2 separate regions of the Rattus norvegicus genome follow, and region 2 is linked to region 1. Evidence: chromatin contacts called from public Hi-C data. All regions are on one chromosome and are shown on one strand. The core of a region is the stretch at or near the end of the contact, and the rest is flanking DNA. Distances in the headings are between cores, read along the strand shown.

Region 1 (5,427 bases), core at 406-2,905:
GCCAGGAGAGGGAGAGAGAGAGAGAGAGAGAGAGAGAGAGAGAGAGAGAAGAGCGGAAGGAAGAGTGAGAGTGAGGAAGAAGAGTGAGTCTCCTGTAGCTTTATTCACCACTTATATACCCAAGTCTCCAGGTAGAAAATATCTGGGAAGCACAGTGGGAAACCCTGGCTCATGACTACCTGGCTCCTGACTTCGGTAACAAAAGACCAACTACGAGACCTGAATTAATTAGGGAGAAATCCCAGAAGACCAGCCTAAATCTCAAGGATAAAGGCTGAGGAAGTAAAAGGCAGAAGTAAATTGACCACCACCCAGGTGTGGTCCAGGTGTGTTAGTTCCACATGCATCAGCCGGGCTCAGGCCATGCAGTTACAAAGCAGCCAGGCCCAAATCTAATATGGCACTACAAGGAATGTCAGGGGGGGGAGGCAGGAAGGGGTGGGTGGATGGGATAGGGGGTTCATGGAGGGGAAACCAGGAAAGTGGATAACATTTGAGATAAATTTTTTAAGAATCCAGTAAAAAAGATGAACATACAAATATGGTAATCAGTAGTCCTTAAAGTTGTTATAAATTTGTATATTTGTAAATATGAAACACCTTGAAATGTTTATAATTTTTCACAATTTATACACATACTAATTAAAATTAACTTAATTTAAAATTACACTTTGAAATAAATTAAAATAAATTAAAAGAACCCCTAGCTTTCAAGAGCCCGAGGAGTACATTCGAAAGAATGAAGCTTTCTCCTTTTTGCTTGGACTCTAAAGCTAGTGGGCTGTATGCACATAGTGGGTTGCCCTTGCTGAGCTAACGGCTGGCCATAGACTGGATCACCCACTGGTTGTGGAGTATGTGGGTGCCTCACACTCAGCCCAGCTAGTGTGTCCATGCATTTCCCCACTCCTGTCTCCAGGACTTGTCTTCTCTTAGATCATGGGGGAATAGAATAGGGTGGCCTGCCTGTGGCCATGTGTCCTTCATTGTAAGAGAAAAGATTCTATAGCTCGAGTTACTGATATGTAGGTCTGGGAAGCGACCTGGTGGGTAGAGTACCCCGGCATCCATGTGAGTGCTGTGTGTGCCGGCGCACACCTTTGACTGACTCCAGCCTGGGGATGGGGGAAATAGACAGGCTGATCCCGGGTGCATGGTGGGAGCGCCAGGTTCTGTGAGATGAGAGTGACACTCCCATCGGGTCTCCATAGTCATGCATGGGGATGCATGCACATGTACCACCCCCCAAAGTAACTGAGGTGATGACCAACCACAACCTCAGTGCATCCACTTGGGGTTAATACATTTGCCTAGGAACTGGGAAGCTGCACTCCTTAAATCCTGGTAGCTTAAATGATCCCAAAGGGGCCAGAGTCCCGGGCCAGCCTCGTCTACACTCTGAGTTCCAGGTTAGCCAAAGCTACACTGTGAGAACCTGTGTCACTGATCCCCACCCCAGTACAATTGAGTCTGCAGAGGCAGGATGGTTTAGTGATGTGACTCTGTATCTTGGGCCCTTAATAATTTCCGTGAGATTTCAGGTTGGTCCGGAGTCCAGTAGACAGTATCACAGCACGGGGCTATCACGGGTCTTGCAGGTGCTGTTGGTGAGCAGCAGTCGGTACCCAGACCAATGGATCGTGCCGGGAGGAGGGGTGGAGCCGGAGGAGGAGCCTGGCGGTGCTGCTGCAAGGGAAGTGTATGAAGAGGTGAGAGGAGACTGTCTTGGGGTTTTACAGGACGGGCTTCTGGTGCTTTGCCAGGTAATCGGCAGCTGATAGTGCTGTCATCTGCTGCAGTGGTTAGAAGGATATTGTTTAGATTACATTTTGCTTAAGAAGTTTGTTTTTTGTATGTGGTAACAGCTAAAATGATGTTAATGCAGTTTCACTGTTATCAGACATTGCTTGATTAGTGATGAAAAATGTATAACATTACCTGAGAGCTCTATCAGTACTGTATGGAACAGAGACATTTTATTTTATCAGCCTTGCGAATGGAAGTCTAATGAACCCAGGCAGTCAGCAGGATTGTGTGTGAATTAAGCCACTATTCTGTACATAGGTGGTGAATAAACAAAGCTTATAAAGGTTATTATGGAAGACAAGTATTTCACTTACCAACTCTTTTTTAACAGGCTGGAGTCAAAGGAAAATTAGGCAGACTCCTGGGAATATTTGAGGTGAGTTACAAAATAGCCCTCACTTACTGATCTAGAATTCACAATTCTTTCCTAACAGCTGCCCGAACCAGGTTCCTCTAAAACTACCAGTAGGCAGGTCAGTGGCGAGGACTGGGGAGGTTGCCTCAAGTTTGCATGCTTGGATGGTTACCGGTGTCTGACCGTGGGGTGGGACTGACCGAAAGACTCTCCTGGAATTCAGTGGGACCTGGGCACAGGCAGCGGCTTCAGCAGTCCTAAGATCTAGGGGTGATTGTGGGTTCTGTCCAGTTCAGGATGTAACACTGGACAACATAAGAATGGCTTTAAGGGGGTTGGGGATTTAGCTCAGTGGTAGAGCACTTGCCTAGAAAGCGCAAGGCCCCGGGTTCAGTCCCCAGCTCCGAGAAAAAGGGAAAAAAATGGCTTTAAGGACCAGAAGACAGAAAACTCAGGTACAAGGAATAGATGCTAAAATAAAAACCTCGTCTGTGTTGCCTCATCCTAAATGAAGGCAGGATGGAATCCTCAGAAAGGGACGATGGGAGTGAAGTCAGTGCATCCACCTCTAGTCAGTGTGGTACCCCAGAGATAAGGGGACTCCCTTATCAACGATCAAGAGTTAGCTCAGTCTTTGTGACAGAACCTTAGAGGTGAAGCCTTTAGGAATTAAACTGTGTATTACTTGGAATTGATAATTAATTCACCAGTTCTTGGCTGGAGAAATGGCTAAGAGTACCTGAGTTCAATTCCCACTCACATTGTGGTTCACACAACCGTAATTCCAGTTCCAGGAGATCTGACCTTCACTCAGGCACACGAAGTAAAATTTAAAAATACAGTTCTTCAGCTAGCACTCAAAGCCTCTGTGGCACTGGTTTACACAGTTGCACAGCACCATCTTCTGGCTGAACTGAGAAATACAAGTTTTTCTATGATAACATGGATACCATTACACTTGTCAATATGGCCTGAGTATCATAGCATAGTGACATTTTTAGCAATTTTCCCATGGGCATTGCTGGTCCTCTGTTTCTGATTTTGATACTTCACTGTAATGCAAGCTGCCTTACCCTCCCAAGTGTTGGGGTTCCTGGGGTACACCACCATACCCGCAAGTGTCTGTCTTGAGATAGGGTCTTAATTCTGACCTCAACTGGCTAGGAGAACAACCCAAAACCTAACTCAGTTCAGTGCTGAGCCATCTTGCCAATGCCAATTTTGAGATACAGACACACACACCCTTGTGTCTACACTGTCACACAGGCACAGCATGCTGTGCTGGTCGCTGTGCCAGAGCTGTGAATTAAAATGCTTTTCTTTTCTATTGAAGCAGAATCAAGACCGGAAGCACAGAACATATGTTTATGTTCTGACAGTCACTGAAATATTGGAAGACTGGGAAGACTCTGTTAACATAGGTGAGCCCCTGTTCTTTACCCAGTCACTCCGACGTTTGTAACTGCATCTCCGCTGATATTGTGGTTACTCCTTTGAGGGGGGAAGGTGAACATGTATGTTACTTTGCAATTGTCTTGTTTTGCCCTGCCATATTAAGTGATTTAGGAAGTAGAAAACTCATTCATTGGGGGGGGGGGAGGTTAATTAGTAGGGATATGCCTTTTAAACCGACCATACAGTAACTGTTGCTGTCCTGTCCTAGGGAGGAAGAGAGAGTGGTTCAAAGTGGAAGACGCAATCAAGGTTCTTCAGTGTCACAAGCCTGTCCACGCAGAGTACCTGGAAAGGCTGAAGCTGGGGTGTTCTCCGACCAATGGGAATTCCACAGTCCCTTCCCTCCCAGATAACAATGCCTTGTTTGTGACTGCCGCACCACCCTCTGGGGTGCCATCCAGTATAAGATAGAGAGCTGGGGCCCCTCCCCCACCGTGTCATGGCACATGTCAGAGGGAGAGAGGCTTTTTTACTTCTAACACATCTGACTGCTGCTGGCAGACTCTAGATTTGCCATGCAGGGGTTTCAAATAATTTGCATGTATTTCAGATGCTTTCAACTCTTTTAAAATAAATAACAAAATAGCAAAAATACTTTAAGATGCCAAAGCCATGTGGATTTTTTTTAAAGCCTTAATTGTAAGTCTACCCCATTACTTTGGTTCTCATTTTTATAACCTTTCTTAAAATTTCACTTTTGAACACTCAACATTCTATGGTTTATTTTGACAGATCAACTGGTTGTTGGGTATGTTTTTGCCCTAATATTTTTTTCTTACAGTATCAAATAGTCACCAAATCTTTGGGAATTAATTAATTAATATTCTTGGTATTTAAAAAAATATATATATGTGCCCCAAAACTTGTTTAAGAGAGTCGCATTCTCTCCACTTGTAAGCTGCAGGTTTGCGCTGATTTGTATGGACGGGCCAGTTGCCTTTGACCAAGCACTCAAGTTTACTCTATCCGAGAATTTGTACACAGCAAGAATTATGTCAGTGCACAGGCACTGCCTCCCCTCTGACACGGTGATTCCATATGAATCACTCCATTTTTAGGGAAAACTGTCAGGAACTTGCCTGTGGCACCGCACAGCTCATTCTGAAACTGTTCAGAGAAGTCTGTTCAGCACGCTCTGCGGCTGCTTCCTCCCTGCTCCTTCCGACACAGACTGTGTTAGGGGCCACATTGCTCCCATGGCCAGTGCTCTTCATATTTTCAGTCTAGCAACAACATTGTTGACCAGTGGATTAGACTCTAACCTTAGATACAGCAGTCACTGACTGGCATCCAAGGTTAGATCACACTAAACAAAATGGCTGTCCTAGGCCTAAGACACTGTCTTGAGTGTCAGTAAGCAGCTTGTCAGATGAGTGTGAGGGAACTAGAACTATGTTACCTTGTCTTTGTGCTCTCTCAAAACGGGCCACCCCATGGAAAAGTACCTACATTTCCTTCAGGAAGTCATGGAGGAAGTGAAGGGGTGGGGGGAGGAAAAGATCTTTCGCAGTACAGTTAGGACATCTGTAACCTGTTAACCTTTAAATTGTAATGTTGCTGCTGCCAATGTCCTTACCTGTAAGGAAGGAAAATGAGATCTCGTGCCACAAATGCAGCAGAACTAAAAACATTAGGTTACAAAGCAGAAAAACCCAACCAGTAGTGTTCATTCTAAATTATGTAGCATAAACAAATGTGATCGTCCAGACCTTTTCTATTTTTCTTTGTACAGAGGTCATGTACTCTGGGTGTGTTTTAAAAGAAACATTTTAAAGAAACCCACAGATTGACATTTTCTATCTTTTCGTTTT
Region 2 (5,312 bases), core at 961-3,460, 300 kb before region 1:
TTTCTATTGCCGTAAATGAGGTATTATGACCAAGACATACTTTTACTTTTTAAAAAGTATTTGATTTGGAACTTCTTTTTTGGAGCTGGGGACTGAACCCAGGGCCTTGCGCTTGCTGGCAAGCGCTCTACCACTGAGCTAAATCCCCAACCCCGATTTGGAACTTTAGAGTTTAGAGGTTGAGTAGCATTATGGTGGGAAGCAGGCTGCAGGCAGGTCCTGGAGAAGTAGCTGACAGTTTATCCGTGATCCTCAGGAACGATGCAAAAGAGGAGAAGCTGGAACATAACCCTGTCTTTCCAGGGGGAAAAAAAAAGACAGCTTCTAAGGAACAATACCCAAGATTGTACTCTGGCCTACACACACACACACACACACACACACACACACACACACACACACACACTATAATGAAATGGGGGAAAGTAAAAGCAGAACTCAAAAGGAGCTTACAATCTAATAGAACTCAGTAGATACAAAGAATACAGTGTTCTTCCAACACTGGGGTCTTGAGATTTTCTTCACTGTAATTAAGCCCAGAGACTTTTATCAGAATTGCCCATTAGCATAAGTACCACAATAAGGAGCAAGGCCTGAGCTTCCAGCCTATCTGTCTGCAATGCAGATACGCACAGACAATAACTACAATCTGTTCTCGCTTCCGAAGTCTGTGCGCCAGTAACATAAAGTTCACTGAAGTAGCTGTAAAATGCTGCACTCTGCAAGTCAGCTCAGCCATTTAAGTCTTTGACGCTGGCTACAAAAATAGCTTCCCATAAAAGAGAATCAGATGCGGTGAATAAATAATTCGCACGCATGCCCTTGTGTGGGCGGGAGCTGGGTGCCGTTAGCTTTGCCTTGGTGAAGCCCGCAGTTAGAATACAGCCTAGACTCTCAGCCTGAGCGCTTTTAAGGCACTGACAGTTGCAGAGCTAAAGTGAATGAAGGTTCTGGTCCGGTAGCCGTGATACTAAAGGGCACAGGGAGTCGCCATAGTCTCTGATGACTTATGTTTGTTCTCTTCTCTTCCTGGGCGTTTAACCTTGACACCAATGATGTCATGCATTTCCAGAGAACCTAAAGGACTATAGGCACCAAAGAAAGAGAGTGAAGATAAGCAAGTGAGAACATTAACTGTAAATTTTTTGCTTATTGTGTTCTGAAATGTTCTAACACATTAATAACTGGGGGAGGGGGGTCTTCCAAACATGGAGAAAGACCACTCTTCCTAGAACTAGTAATTTTTTTAAACAAATGTGTTATTCATAGAAACCGGCCAATCCCAAAGCCCCGTCACTACACACTTTTCCTCTCACCGGAAGACACTAAGCCACTAATGCCCATGCCCTATCACCCCAGGGCCAAGTGTGGGGCAAGCAGGCTCAGGCTCTGTCACCCAAAGCCCCCCTGGAACTTCAAGCCTGCCAGCATCTACTGCCCTGCTGGCCTTCTCTGTAAACACAAGGCTATAGCCTCATTCCTTTCCGGCTCCTGACCAAACCGGGTTGATTCTCCTGTGGCCCTGAATAATGGACATCCCTCCTCTTCCTCGAAAACACAAGTGATACATTCTTCAAACAGCAACAGCTTCTCCACATCACCTAGTCGGGTCCATAAATAAAACCCCACAAGGACAAACGAGGCAACCAAGCTTCAGCATTTTTGAGGAAGATGGTCGTTTGGTTTCAAAGTTGGCTCAGAGGCAACCCATTGTACCAAAACATAGCTTAGGATGAGAAGCGGACATTGTCCTTTGTGAGTCTTCCTGTCGCCACACGTATGTGAAAGTGCACTCTTGGGTTGACATTTTATAGGGACATCAAAGTCTAAGACAATGTGCATGCCCCATTGAAGATGGTAGGAGTGCAAACCTATAAGGGAAGGGAAGAAGTGGAGCCTGTTTTTAGTGCTCTTCTAATTGCTCATATGTCACACTGAGGACAATCAGTGCACGCTGCAGTAAATATTGATTTGTTGACCGCCCAGCTCTGTACCCAGGTATGTAAAATCATCTTTCACTGAACTATCACAGCAAAGCTAGGAAGTTGACTACCATTATTACCCATTTCAAAGCAGAGAAGTCAGAGGTCATGATCCAAGGTCACTACTGTCCTCAGACTTGAGGAAGTCTAAATGCACACTCTGTTCTCTAAACCCTGCTCTAGTCCATCTGTCAAAGATGAGTGAGGCAATGTCTATCACATGACACAGGATTCAAGAGCACAGTTCCCCTTGCAAATAATGTGTCCATCTGAAAACCTCAACTCCTAATTGGCCCCTCCTATTGCCTGGCAGATGGGGCCATGTTCTTTCCAAACCAGACATACTTTTGTAGGTTTTCAGAAGGTTCAGATCCAAAACCCATTGAGAAATAGGCAACCCTCTTAGAGTCCAGTGACTGCTTTTCCTAGAATTCGGTGTCCTGGGTACTTCTGTTAATGACCCAGGTCACTCTATTTTCAATATTACAGGTCACTCTGTCTTCAGTATTCTCTGCGGTCAGTGTTTAGGACTAAATTATTTCTCTGTGCTGCTAAACACATCAGAATTATCATTCTGTCTTGTTTGGAAATCCATCAAGAGCATCGCTCCAACAGACTTGCTTCTGATCCCAGCTGAACAGTTGTGTAAGCTATGGCCTTGAGTCCTGATTTCTTCTTCTGTGAGGTGGCAATCGTTACGACTTTCTCAGTGTTCTCCCTCTCTCTCTCTCTCTCTCTCTCTCTCTCTCTCTCTCTCTCTCTCTCCCTCCCTCCCCCTCTCCCTCCCTTCCTTCCTCTCTCCCTCTCCCTCCCCCTCTCTCTCTCCCCCTCCCCCTCTTCCTCCCTTCCTTCCTCTCTCCCTCTCCCTCCCCCTCTCTCTCTCTCCCCGTCTCCCTCTCCCTCTTCTTCTCCTTCTCCCTCTCCCTCTCCCTCCCCCCCCCCTCTCTCTCTCGTGTGTGTGTGTGTGTGTGTGTGTGTGTGTGTGTGTGTGTGTGATCATGTTTTTTCATTAGATGCTGGAGGAGAGCCTTGAGTGTCATCCTCCAGAATGCTACCCACTGCCTTAGAGGTACTATGTCATTAATTGGAAGCTTCCCAATAGGCTAGAGTGGCTGACCAGTGGGATAAAAATGATTCTCCTGCTTCCTTTTTCCTAGCACTAGAATCATAAATGTACACCACCACACTTGAAATTTGTATGTGGATTCTGGATCAAACTTCATTCCTCTTGCCCACAAGCAGCCCCATCCCTGTTATTTTTTTTTAAGATAAGAATAAGTCCAGTATGTGATGCTAAGTCCAACCCTTAACATAACTACTGTGTTATAATGATTGCTTAGCCAGGAGAAATGGCTCTCTGCTTTCCACCTAGGCAGTTTGGAAATGAAGTATCACTCGCTTATGGAGCTACAGAAGAGACAGGTACATGATGACCTACTTCCAAAAAACAGCTTGATAAACCAGCCATAAAAGTTAACACTGGCCTAGCACATCTGAAAATTCAAGAGTCAACATGGGGGAAGTCTATTGGAAGTAGACAATAGAATAAATGAAATTTAAGTAAATCTGGTAAAGAAATGTGAGGAATACAGTCCACAGTTTCTCCACAGAGTTGAATAAAAACCTCAGTAGAAATGAGATGACGAGGGAAAGAAAGTCAAGGGCCACTGTTGTCCTCAAGTTCATCCTTCCCCTTTTGGGCCAGTTGGCCCTGGCTATGTCATTCTGGATGTCAGTTTCATCCCCAGTAAGAACAGCGTGTTGGCCCGGATGATCTCAGAGACCTCTTACTGTTGAGCCACTCTACAAGTCAATGACACCATTGTCCCTCCATTTGTCCTCTGGAGATATTGTTGCCACAATAATTGGCGTTGCCCCCAAGTAACATCACGTAGCAGAGTCCAGTCACGCACAGGAATTCTAGACAGTGTGAGTGTGAATTCTAATCCCTCTTTTTTCATACTGTCCTTGACTAACCTTGGACAGGGCACCTAGCTTCAGCTACTTCCCTCCAATACCTCATGACACAAAAAAGCTCATGGCTCTACTGATTCCTACCTACCCTCCAAATGCCCTTACGGTGCCACTGCTGGAAAATCATAAAATTAGCCTTTTTCCCTGAATAATTCTCAGTTACAGCGTGTTTTCCCTTCAAACTTGGAAGCCCTTTTCTTTTCTTTTTCAAATTATAACCACTCTTTAAAGAAGGCTAAATTTAAGTGAAGGTTTAAATAGCCATCACAGCTACAGCAAAGGCAAGGGTTAGAAGGAAGGCTGATTCTGTAGAAGGGAGCCACCGTAACTTTCATTAGGCTGTAACGAAAAGTGGAAACTGTAGTTCATCAAATATTTTTGAGAAGATGTATTTTCTAATCACAGTGACTATAAATCCTGCCCCGAGTTAAGCCAAAAAAATTAATATTTTTATTAATTAATAATAAGGTGAAAATAGTGTGAATAGTATGTGTTTAACATTACAATAAGGGATTTACATAGTTTGCCTATTAATACCCAAATCAAGTGGCTTACGCAGTAGACGTTTCCTACTTCATGTGACTATTGGCCAATGAGCAGCTCTTTTTCTGCGTTGATTGACTGAGTATCCTATGGTGGTTTGAATGAAAAATGTCCTCCTATAGGCCCTATACTTAAATACCTGGTTCGCAGTTGATCACCCTATTTGGGGAAGTTGTGGAACTTATAGGAGAGGGAGCCTTGCTGTAAGAAGTAGGTCGCTGGGAGAGAGCTTTGCGAGTTTACATTCTCTTCTTCACCCCCCACAACCCCTCTGTTTACCACTAGCCTTTGATCTGTTCAGCATCTGCCCCTGCCACGATGCCTACCAATAGCTGTTGTCCTTCCCTACTATGACAGAGGACTCTAATCCCTCTGGAATCATCAGCCCACATAAGCGTGTTTGGATACGTTTTCTTGGCCATGGAGTCTTATCACAGCCACAGAAAAATAACTGATATGTGTCTCAACAACATGATGGGGAACTCATCCTCCGACCCTGTGGTTCTCAGAGCAAGGTCATCATCTCCATTTGAGCTTGCCTAGTGGATGTGATGATTCCAGGTGTACACAGACATTCCAACAGCCAGCAAAGTAGACCTCCCACATGTCCCTTCCTACAGCTTAAGAAATGCTGACCCTAAAGGTCCCCCTTCAGGTTCTCCTGCACATCTCCCTTTAAGGATCAAATGCAGTGTGGCTATGTAAGTTGGTCCACGGCAAGGAGAACGAGATGGCAAGACTCACAGCCTAAGTGACCTCTGACTCACCTTCCTTTGACAGTGTAACCACCCCAGCAAACTCAAACTGGTTTCC

Evidence for each region. A called contact is a pair of places that touch in the nucleus more often than the background predicts.
Region 2: a Hi-C map of liver shows a contact between it and region 1, with 6 times the contacts expected there. The contact joins two enhancer-like sites. A contact is called at or near these places in 8 of 12 Hi-C or Micro-C datasets (the A7r5 cell line, Schwann cells, frontal cortex and 5 more).

What each region holds. Positions count from the first base shown.
Region 1 is chr7:32,075,854-32,081,280 of GRCr8, reverse strand. It overlaps Nudt4 (nudix hydrolase 4), which reads left to right. Exons shown (of 5, transcript NM_053598.3): 2 at 1,599-1,709; 3 at 2,138-2,182; 4 at 3,498-3,582; 5 at 3,825-5,427. The coding sequence ends at 4,027. Among named protein-coding and RNA genes, the nearest start is that of Nudt4, 13 kb to the left of the region's middle. Within about 2 kb of position 1,655, at least 11 of the 93 cell types and tissues checked have an H3K27ac peak or open chromatin away from gene starts, as enhancers often do. A contact at or near this core is called in hepatocytes and liver, where this site is marked.
Region 2 is chr7:32,380,514-32,385,825 of GRCr8, reverse strand. No RefSeq gene overlaps it. Among named protein-coding and RNA genes, the nearest start is that of Eea1, 110 kb to the left of the region's middle. Within about 2 kb of position 2,210, at least 4 of the 93 cell types and tissues checked have an H3K27ac peak or open chromatin away from gene starts, as enhancers often do. A contact at or near this core is called in hepatocytes and liver, where this site is marked.